Regions from separate parts of the Anas platyrhynchos genome. Here region 1 is linked to region 2. A link is a contact called in public Hi-C data. All regions are on one chromosome and are shown on one strand. The core of a region is the stretch at or near the end of the contact, and the rest is flanking DNA. Distances in the headings are between cores, read along the strand shown.

The links. Hi-C and Micro-C count contacts between places; a contact is called where the count stands out from the background.
Region 1: a contact with region 2 is called in a Hi-C map of subcutaneous adipose tissue, with 1.9 times the contacts expected there. The contact joins two enhancer-like sites. A contact is called at or near these places in 4 of 8 Hi-C or Micro-C datasets (F5 follicle, liver, skeletal muscle and 1 more).

What each region holds. Positions count from the first base shown.
Region 1 is chr3:38,521,448-38,526,778 of IASCAAS_PekinDuck_T2T, forward strand. No RefSeq gene overlaps it. Among named protein-coding and RNA genes, the nearest start is that of PLB1, 9.1 kb to the right of the region's middle. Within about 2 kb of position 3,379, at least 4 of the 8 cell types and tissues checked have an H3K27ac peak or open chromatin away from gene starts, as enhancers often do. A contact at or near this core is called in subcutaneous adipose tissue, where this site is marked.
Region 2 is chr3:38,267,048-38,272,735 of IASCAAS_PekinDuck_T2T, forward strand. RBKS (ribokinase) reads right to left here. Exons shown (of 9, transcript XM_027454053.3): 7 at 1-110. Among named protein-coding and RNA genes, the nearest start is that of MRPL33, 27 kb to the left of the region's middle. Within about 2 kb of position 1,849, at least 5 of the 8 cell types and tissues checked have an H3K27ac peak or open chromatin away from gene starts, as enhancers often do. A contact at or near this core is called in subcutaneous adipose tissue, where this site is marked.

The DNA of each region.
Region 1 (5,331 bases), core at 2,129-4,628, 260 kb after region 2:
AACGTAGGTGGACGTTGCTCTGAGCAACCTGCTGTAGGTGGTCCTGCATGAGCAGAGGGCTGGACTAGACAATCTCCAGAGGTGCCCACCATCCTCAAGCAATCTGCATTTCTGCTTTTGACTCCATGTAGCTAGAAGTTCTGTATTGCAAGCATATTTCTTTTCCCTTCTGCAGCGTTATCGCATTTGAACTACAGAATTCCTCTGTACTAAATATCAGCTTTCCTGATACTGGTTATGTGAGGTCAAACAGATAAGAACTAGGCTGGGAGGAGGATATCATGGCAGACAAGAATGTAAACTGTTCAGCATGCCACAGTGTGAGTCTCAGATTTCTCTTTTTATTTTGCATGCTCTGTTCCACAGACTAGTGTGGGGGAAGAGAGGGAGACAGGCCTTACATGGCTGTAATCTACAGCCTGCATCCCACAAATGACTGTACAACTCTGCAAGCTCATAGGCAGTGCCAGTACCCATTGCCTATTTGCCTTTTGTGGGCTCTCATACTTTTTTTTTCCTCTCTCAGGAATAAGTTTTTCAAGTTTCCAGGAAAGGTAAACTTGGATCTACAACCGGTGAGCTTAGGTGGGTGCGTGGGTCAGGCAGGCTCCATCAGCTGAGTGTGCACGCTCCCTCTGGTCTCCTTGCCCCCTTTCTGTAACCCTAACTGGGCTCCCAGGCTCAGCAGCATTCATCAGCGTCTCCCAGAGATGACACACACTGCTGCTGGGGGTTATTGATGTGAGCATCCACGGCAGGACACAATGTTTGTTTTGGGCAGAAGGAAGAAATAAGTCAGGGTTTTTCCTTTGAGGAGCTCCGGTTATTCAAGTGCTGGATGCTCTAACATGGGCAGAAAGGTACATTTTACCAAATTCATAAAGCACAGCCCTGCTCTGACCTCTCAAAGCCAGGGCTTAGTGCACCAGTCATAGGCAATGCCTCTCGCAGCAGGAGCCAGCCTCCGTAGCCTTCGTCCTGGGCTGATGAGAACTGAGCTGCAATCCTCTGCTCCTCCCTGCCTGCTACGGGTCATGGGGGTGATGGGAGATGTTAGCTGCCTTTTCTAGCCTCCAATTCAGTGTTGTGTTTATGAGCCACGAGGACTGTGATTAAATCTCTACTCTGAGCAATGTTCTGAGGCCATACTGGTATCTAATTACCTTCTGCACTTCTGGCAGCTGAGGAAATGAAGATCTGTCTGTGACACTGTCTGTGGTGAAAGGGAAGGAATAGGAAAGGAGAGTGACGCCTTCAAAACATCGGCTTCAGGTGCTTCCCCTGGCTCTGCGCGTGTTCTTCAGCTGGCACCTGCAGCTGGGATGAGTGCTCACCCTGCAGCAGTGCTCTTCCTCCTCCCTGCTCCTGTCACCCTGATGCAAAAGCCATCACCCCTGTCCAAGCCTTTCCCCGGTTGCTGCAGGGGTCGAGGTTGTGCAGTGGGGGCATGGAGCAGAAGTAGCTGTGCAGTAAGGGTTTTGGCAGCCCACAGACCCCAAGACACAGCATGACTGTAGGAGGTCTGTGGCAGCATGGACCCTCCCAGAACATGGCTTTTGAGAGTATGGTTGGCTGCTGTGGCTGGGTAGGTCTGTCCTCTACCTGCGGTGGCTGTCCCTGTTTGTTGTTTTTTTTTTTTTCACTAGACACCAACTCTTAATTTCCCAGTGCCGCTTCTACCGTTGCTCCATGGACGTGTTCCTGGTGGTGGTGAAGGAGAACCATTTCCACCACAGGGCCGTATGAGGGGCCAAATCCTGTGACCTGTTGCCACTGGGGAAATCCCTCCTGTGTAATCCCTCCCGTGCAGCGGATCCGCCTGCCCAGCAGGATCAATGGCGCCATCTCGGCCCCATTATGTTGACTCCGAATCAGTGAGGAGCGCCAAGGAGCTGGGAGGAGAGGGCTCCTCCCTGTGTGGGGCAGCGCTGCTGGCCCAGGACAGGCAGGTCTTCCTTTCCTCCCCCCAGTTTTGGAAGAGGTGGTGAAGCATTTGGCTGCTCTTGGGCTAGCCCCGACCCTCCAGGGGGATGGGTTGAGCCCCTGTTAGGGCACGTGCCAGGCTCCCCAGCCCCAGAAGCGTACATGGGTGCCTTCCTGCTGATCCCAGCCAGCTCTGCTGGCAGGTAGAGGCAGGGGTGGGTCTTGGAGCCATTTCCAGTCAGCAGGCAGGCCCTGAGGAAAGCAGGGAGGCCAGGGCGGCGAGGGGAGGCAGCGCCATCGCTCTCCTTCCCCACCTCCATGTGAGGCTGGGGGTCTGGCCTTCACAAAAGGGTGCCTCAGAGTGCTGGCCCATCCGTCCCCACACTGCTCACCACCACAAAGAGAGCAGGCTTTTGAGCAAGACTATGCCATTTAAGGAGTTCCTCGGCTGAGTGAACCTCGGCTGACCTCAGGGTGCCGAGTTTCCAGCTCAGCCCAGCAGCAGCGTTTCAGTTGAAAGCACGCCACCCAAAACTTCCCTCTGCGCCTCTGGAGGGGGGGCCACCAGGGGTGGGCAGCAAATGGCTGCCAGCAGAAGCCGAGGCGGCATCGAATCAGCGACTCTTGGCCACGGCCAGGCCTCTTCCTAGGAAGGACGCTGCAGAGCAGCAGGACCAGCCTGCGTGTGGAGCGGCTCCGGTGCCTTTTGGCAGGCACCCGGCCCCCAGCACCACCAGGCGCGGCAAGTCAGGACGCGGGAGCATCGCCCCAGCGATGCGGTGTTTACCGAGGCGAAAAACATTAACAACATGCACTCTGCTCCTCCTGTTGTTTCAACAAGATCAAGGTGTGTACGGGAGAGCCTCTGTGTGTATACATGTGCACGCACACGCACTCACGGTGGCTGGCGCTGGGTGCTGCGCAGCACCGACGTTTTTCCAGGCAGGCTGCAGTCAATACTGACAAATACAGCATAGGTCCCGTCTTGCCCGCAGCAGCTTGGGTGCTTTCCTCCTGTTGTGAAAGCCCCTGGGTGGCTCTCAGCAGAGCCTCGGGTCCAAATGGAGCATGGTCCGGCTGCTGCCATGCTGCCAGGAGGGTGCTTTCCCCTGCCCAGCGTGCTGCACAGGACAGGGGTTCGGTGCAAAAAAATAATAGAAGAAGGGAAAAAAAAATAGTATGTGAGATCATATAATTAAAGATGGTATCAGAATGTCTAATTAGGATGACTGAGAGAACTTGGCTGGGAGACGCAGCCAAGAGCTGAGTTAGTGTGTTTGCCAGTCCAAAGCTCCTTAACAGTAATTAATCCTTAAATGTCCAATTGTTCAGAGTTCAAGGAAACACCTCCTACTACTGTACTTTGTGTTCCTGTTAAGCAAGGAGACACAGCAGGGCGTGTGCCCTTATTCTGTAAGAGCGACACGCCTAGGGGTGTTGTTAGGAACTAGACCGAAGGTTGAGTATAATTATTAACTACCTAAGAGTTCCCAGCATTGCACAATTACCCAGCCCGCCTTGCAGCTGTGCGTTCGCCCGATTATTATTATTTTTTTTAAATATAAATGCTGAGCTTTAGTGGTGCATATGTACAAATTACAGCAAAGTGTCGTCTGGTCCCCTTCCAATGCAGTTTGTGTCACTAAGCCAGGGGGCTCTAGTGAAGGAGTCTGGGGGGAGCACACAGACATACATACACACTGTGTGTGCAGCCAGGGAAAATCAGTGCTCTTCACTGAAATTCAACAGGCTGATTTACATCAGTTTGTAAATTTCACCCAGAGATTTTTTTTCCCCCTTGTTTTGATGCTCTCAGTGACTCTTGTATTAACATAAAAGCCTTGTCTATTTACTCTTGTGGGGTTCTTCATTCTGTTTGCATTTTTGAGGGTTGGTTTTGTTGTGTCTTTTTTTTTTTTTCTTTTTTCTTTGTTGATATTAGGAGGAGAAAAAAACTAAAGGAAAGAAACATGAGTTTGAAAGGTGAGTGGAGCTGCTTGTCCTGCTACAAACACCATTCACTGGGCAGGTAGGAGGGCTGCTGCTGCAGGCTTTGCGGAGCTGAGCCCTCTCTCCTTGGTGTCAGCAGCAGCATTGCATATCGCTGGCAGATGAAGGAGGCATGTGTCATTTCCTCAGATGCAGCATCATCTTTTAAGTCGCCTTTCTGCTTTTTTACCCTCTCCTTTTTTTTTTTTTTAATTCACCCTCTCCAGCAGGCGTGGCGATGGCCCAGCTGGGAGCCGGCCGGCCAAAGTCGCTTCTGCAGGGGATCATTAACTCGGGCGTCAGCCAAGGCCGTGCAGTGTTTATAAAACTCAGACAATTAAACGCCGTCGCAGCCTGAAAGGCTATAATTGGAAAGCAGTATGTGACAACGTCCACTGAGAGGGACCGGCACCGAGGCGGGCTGGGCCGCGCCGTCCTGACGCTGTTTGCCCAGTGCAGGTGGCAGGAGCCCGGCCAGGGCCGTGCCAGGCAAACGCCCAGCTGGGATGGTCCCTGCCCTGCACAGTTTACACACTACCTACTCAAAAACAAAGGCTGGGCAGGGAAGCGAGGGCAAAAAAAGGACCAGAAGGTGTCTGGGGCATGTGGGCTGGGTGCCCCAAGTGACCGCAGTGATACAGGTCCACGGCGGACCAGGCTTGTTGTCCCAGGCTTTGGAAATGGCCATCATCCAGGCTCCAGGCTCCAGACAGGCTTTGGGGTGAGGGTCAGCAGACTGGCTGGGGCTCCATGGATGCAGAGGGGACAGCAGCCAAGGGCAGGGTAAATTTTTCATCAGGAGACTCTCAGTGGTGGCCACACCAAAGGCTATTTATTACTGGTGTCTCACCCCTTTGCTGGTCCCTTAGGGTTGTCTGCACCTCTGGGTTTGTACAGTGCCCCTGCCTCCACTCTTGGCCTGTTTTGGGGCACTGCAGTGCCAAATGTAACTGATGTGTATCCCTCATCGCTGGCCCTTGGGATCAGTGTCAGGCAGCTGCTGAACGTGCCCTCTGAGCAGATCCTCATCATCCATAATGTCCGTCGAGCGGGGAGGATGCGGAGTACCAGGTTGGGAGCACCACAGCCCTGCTCCACGCTCTGCAACTGACTCAGTGCTGCACCATGAGCACATCCCTTCACCTTTTTGTGACTCAGAATTTTCATCTATCAATTAGGGATTTATGAGGTTTAATTAAGGTCTATGAAGTCCTTTAAGATCCTTGCTTGAAAGATGCTGTGCAGGCATAAAGTGGTGTACGCAACGAAGAAAACAAGAGAAATTAAATGCTCCAGACGAGAAAGAAGAGAGGGCAGGTTTCCCACTGCTTGGTCTCCCAATTACATGCTCTGTGTTTGGATGGCAACCTCACTTTAACCTGTGGACAAACGAACTTGTTCACCCCTTCTTGCAGCAGA
Region 2 (5,688 bases), core at 599-3,098:
TCTGCTCCAAGAGTAACAACTACAAGCTTACACCCTCTTTCTAACAGCATGCGTCCCACCTTTCCAGCATCTTCAAGGTTGCCAACTGGGATGCCCGTTAAAATTTCTGCCTGGAAAATAACCCACGCAAACGAAAATCATAATGTGACAGCATTCATTTTTGGACAACAGTTGCATCTGAAAACAGCATTTAATATCATTTAAAAAATGTGTATTATGGGATGATCATGAAACTACTTCCTACGCTGATATTCAGCTATGTCATGCTCCTGGTTTGAAATCAGCGTGTACTTCAGGCACAGCAGAATAACAGAGAGCAGCCTAGGCTGAGACACAGGAGGCATGGGTTCTGTTCCAGCTTCTTCAACTTGCTTGGCATGCTACCTTGAATAAATCACATTTCTCCCACGTGCCTCAGTTTCTTCATCTGTGAAATGGACACCATGACATAGCCTTAGCAAAAGCATTTTGCTGTCTAATGCGAAAAATGCTACATGGCAACTCAGTCACTATTCTTGGGGGATATTTGTCACTAAATAAGAAACCTTTTTTTTAAATTCTCAGGGCTCAGCTAGTGAGAAATCACTAGGGAAAGTCTCTTTAAGGAAAAAACCAAAATTGCTCAACTTTGACCACTGTGTTTACTTTAATATGTATTTTTAGATAAGAATACCTAAAAGTTATCTGAAGTTCTCTTTTGGCAAATGCCCATTCCAAGATTATTATATATTTGTGTTATGGACATGTCTATAGGCCTCTGTCAGGGCTGAGACTCTTTTGTGTTGGCTCTGTACAAACACAGATAAACTCTTTGTCTAACAGATGGTGACCTTAAGTCAACTTCTCCCAGTTGGCTCTTAAAATCAATCTCTTCTAGTTCCACCCAACTAAGAGCAAAATTTCCCAAAAATTTGCAGTGAAGTCTCCAGAATAAAACATCCTTTTCTTCACCTCGTACATTTTCTCGATGGCATCCCATTTTCCAATGTCATGCACTACTTCTTTTGGCAGAGGGTGAAGGGAGGAGGACAAGGATGGAACAGGAAGAAAGGAAGAAAAAATACAGCGAGTTTTATCTGAAACAGCCTAGCACGCAGTACTCCTCCTGCCTACTAGAGTATGCCTTCAATTTTAAGTAAACTGGCACATTATATATTGCTGTCTTTCCTAAATCTTATCCTGCTTGCTTGAGAAGAGGAAAGTCCTACTTTATCTTGCACTACAAGGCTGCTGGTTCCTGAGAAAGGGAGTCTGAAGTGTTTTCAGATAATCGCCTATTAACTGGGCAAAACTTCCACAGTCTTGGGCCTTATTTTCAGCGAACAACTTTGGAAACTTTTCACCAGCTCCATGTCCTGACCTTGCTGCGTGGACAGCTCAGCTTCCCGGGAAACAGCTGCTGGCATATTTCAAACCACCTTGCTCTGCGTTGCAGAAGCTTGAAATTGGTGCACGTATTTCTTGCCCAAACGGACTTGAAACCGTGGAGGTTGAACAACTGCCCCCTGATGTACGGGGCCATGCCTGTCATGTAAGGAGAGGCTGGGCAGACAGCTGGGGACAGGAACTACTACAGCCATCCCAAGCAAGCCGCCCCCAGTTGTGAGTCAGAGGCCTCACAGCTTGCCACTGTCATTTCCTGTGTTTCAGCCTGACCCAGAACAGAGAAGCCACCCTTAGGCTCTGAAGGGCCAGCGTATGCCAGTACGCGGCTTAGGCTTTATATTATCATGAACAGAGTGCTTACTGGTTTTAATTTTCAAACGTACAGGATCGAGGCCCGCAGTCCCTACTGAGACAAGCACACAGGCCTTTTCGGGAGCTGTCAGTCTGATAGCTCCGAGGCAGAACGCGCTGTGGCGGGACTTGGTGGGTAAACTCATGCTGCAGGGTCAAGGTGTGGTAACACGTAGGCACGATCTAAAACTACTTCTTTTAAACCACACTGAGCCCAGGCAAGAATACAGTAAGCTTTAGATTATGAGTAGGGAACTAAATGTACCCCATTTTCTCCTTGGCATGTCACCACACTGCTCAAATTCTCTTGCAGTAGGAACTGTTTTGGCAAACTAAATCTATTTCAGTTTTTAAAAGGGTATAAAAGTATTTTCACATAAGAGAATTTGTTTCAAAAAACATCTCACCCAACTTTTTAAATAAATCTTCCTGCAAGGTTTGCAAAGAAACAGTACACTAATAGTGGCTTTGGAAGGACTAGATAATAAATAGTATTAATATACGTATACTCTATTCTAATACCTAAGTGTCTAAAACATCTGTGTCTTTTTTTGAATTTTAAGATCTCTGAAGCAAGAACTGTGTGTTCCTGTATTCATAACACCTAGCACAAGAATAAAAAGGCATTAACAAAGTGCACACACAAATCCTTGAATGAAAATGGCCAAATGAATTTCTAACGTACTTCACGATGGGCAGTACTTCCAAACTTTCTACACAGGTTGCAAAGTCTTCAGGAAAAAAAAAGTGAATTTGGTCATGGAAAAGAAATAGTCAATCTCATTTGGGTTTACTTAGCTGGTATTTACACTTCTCTACGCTCGTGAGCAAGATAAATGAAGTACTTGAATATAATATTCTCCCTAATGAAACACACATTCTGTCTGCTTAGTAGCAATGTTGTACCCTCTTTGTGACAGCAGTATCCCAAGCCAACAGGATTTTTTGGCTGTGTAGTGAAAGGGTTGTTTTGGGGCTGACACGTGAAAGGTTTTGCAGAAATCTTTCTGTCTTTATCCTGTTTATACCAATAAACAAATTTATTTTGAACCAGACAGAGTCTGTATAAAAGTAGATCGTCAACTGCTTGAAACCATTATCATCTAACTCATCTACGGCAGGATGGTAAAACTCAAAAACACTGGAACAAGCTGGAAGAACCATAAAAGCAGCAGAAGCCAGACAGATTCTGTGCCAATAATTAGAGATTGCGGTAAATGTCAACTGATGTTAAATACTGTGGTGAGCTTTTAAGTTCCTCCCTTCAGTAGAATCTTATTTAAAAAACAAACAAACTGTGGTACAATTGAAGGAAATAACTAATAGTTATGTAAAGAAAAAATTAAATAACAATACTAAAAGCTCAGTGTGGACATTTGCCATAGTACTGTACAAAAGAACAGCAAATTAAGAAATTTATTTTTTCTGTAGCTAGTCTCACAAAACTCCTCAGTTAAATGGCCCTAAAAGCAAGAGGACATTCCACAAACCTGCTGTCAGAAAAAAAAACTTTGACAGTTATTACATAGTTAATCTACAGAGAGTTTTCTTAATTTTGTTTACACAAGTAGAAGAAAAATTTAACCGAAGCCTTTACATTTAACTGTTACAAAGGTTCTTGGCCATGCTCCTCATTATTCTTCGTTAACTCTCCTTGTCTCTTCGGGCTGTGGAGTCTAGTCACAGTAAGCTGACACAAACCAGCCCTGCTACGGAAAAAAATGGTGCTGCTTTCCTTTCCACTCCTGTCCACACGGCTCATTCTCTTCTGCCAGCACAGCTATTTGTGTGGCCAGGAAATAAAGTGGATTGCAAGGCAGGACTGTGTTAAAATTAACCCCGAAGTAAAATAAGATAAAATAAAACAATCGACTCCTTTCAACGGCAGCACTAGTTTACACTGGTTAAAAGTGATAATGAAACTATGATATGAACCTCTGCCAAGTGTTCCTAACAGTGGTGCATTGGGGGCCACCTGTGGCTTACGCAGCCGCTTTCAGGGAGAAGTGCTGGATCTTCCACTTGGCATTCGTGAGACCAAATCTTTAGCACAGCCTAGTTTTGGGACCCCTGGCAGAAGTAAGATACTGACATACTACAGCAAATCCAGTGGGAGGCCAGCAAGCCAGTCGGGGGCCAGCACACAGGACATACGAGAAGAGGCTGGGAGACGTGGGTCTGTTCAGCCTCAAGAACCTCCAGCGAAGGGGAGGGCTAATTGCTGGCTACAACTACTTAATGGGTGGATAGAGAGAAGAGGAAGCCACCCTTCTTGAAGCTGCAAAGGGATAAGACTGCACACAAGTGGCACAAGTGGGAAATTCCAATATTAGGAAAAACTTCCTCACCAGCAGGGTGATGCAGTACTAGAGCAGGTGCCCAGAATGGGTCATAGGTTCCCCATCCTTGGTGATTCAAAACTTGACTGGACAAAGCTCTGCTTCACCAGCGTGCTGGACTAGAGATCTCCAGATGTCTGTTCTGACCTGCTGTGATCCTCAACACATATAAAGCGTTGAGATGGCAAGAAATGTTAATCCTCTGGGGTGCAATCCATCTTTTTCTTTAGTGTCCACATGGCACCTAGCACAATACAACTTTGCAAACATTGCCAGGTACTACTGCAACAGAAACAATAAATAAGAATAGGGAAACCGCCACTTTTTAAAGCTTACTCGTCTAAAACTACATACAACAATTTAAAATATTTTTAATTTTTAGTATTTAAACACAGTAAGCCAGTTGGCTTCAAGCTTGGCTTGTACCTTAAGAGATTTCTTTGAGAATGCCAGAACAAGAACTTGATCTCATTTATTCTAACACATGAAGAGTCCCAACTAAGTAGTGAGACAGATTTGGTGTGTAAGCAAGATCAGGCCACAAGCCAAGCTAATTCCAGTTGTTTCAAATTATAATTTTTTTACATACATGCCAGAAAACTTATGCTAGAATAATTAAAAACTGATTGAAATGAATTGGCTTGAAGCTATTCCCTCCCCTCCCAAAAGTAACATCTTTCATTTTACACTAAATATGGGAGATTTCATAGTTTCCAGAAACTGATAAAATAGGGTTTAGAACAAAGTTGGAATTCAAATTAAAATATACTGTGAATTACTAGCAACTTCTGTGTAATGAAGAAATAATAGCTTTCCTTTACTTAAAACAGAAAAGGCAAACACATGAAATGTTCTGGAATAGTTTAATTTTAAAGGACCTATTCTTGTTTTGACTAGTAGAGGTATCAATGATTATTTTCTTAATAAATACTGTCCCTATTATTAACCTCTCTATATTAGTTAGTAGTATTTTAAATGTCCTAAGCTGATACATTTTTATAAGCTTGATATTATCTGGCCCTTGTAGAAGTCAGTGCTGCCTACTGATTTTGGATATACTAACAAGAATTCCCATTATTAGTATTTCTTCCAGAAATTATTTAACCTCAACTAATAGACAATAGCACTTAAAAAGAAACAATAGGATCCTATTATTCTTTTGTATTATTTTTACGTATCTTGCAGCTTCATTTAACAAAATTTGCAATGAATTTATATTTAGATGTACTGCTTTCTACCATCAAAACACCGAAGTATTCTGTTAGCATTTAATTAAATCTTTGCTAGGGCTTTCTTATTTAGATCAGAAGTCAGATACCCATTTTACATTAGGAAGAAAACAGTTCCCAGTGTTGCATTCAAAATAGCTCGGCACACTAAATCATTTGCTGCAACCATTTAGGAGTTTTCCTTCTCCTGAAGGGCTCTTTCGTATTCTTTGAACGGAGAAGCAGCTGTTCTTCAAAACATTTAGGACCAAATTCAAATTGCTGACATGCAATATATTTTGGTTCCTAACCTGCAGGGCTATGTAATTGCACGCACACACTAAAAAAGAAAAACAACACATGAACTGTATTGACATTGTGGTTGTGCCTAGAGCCATACTACA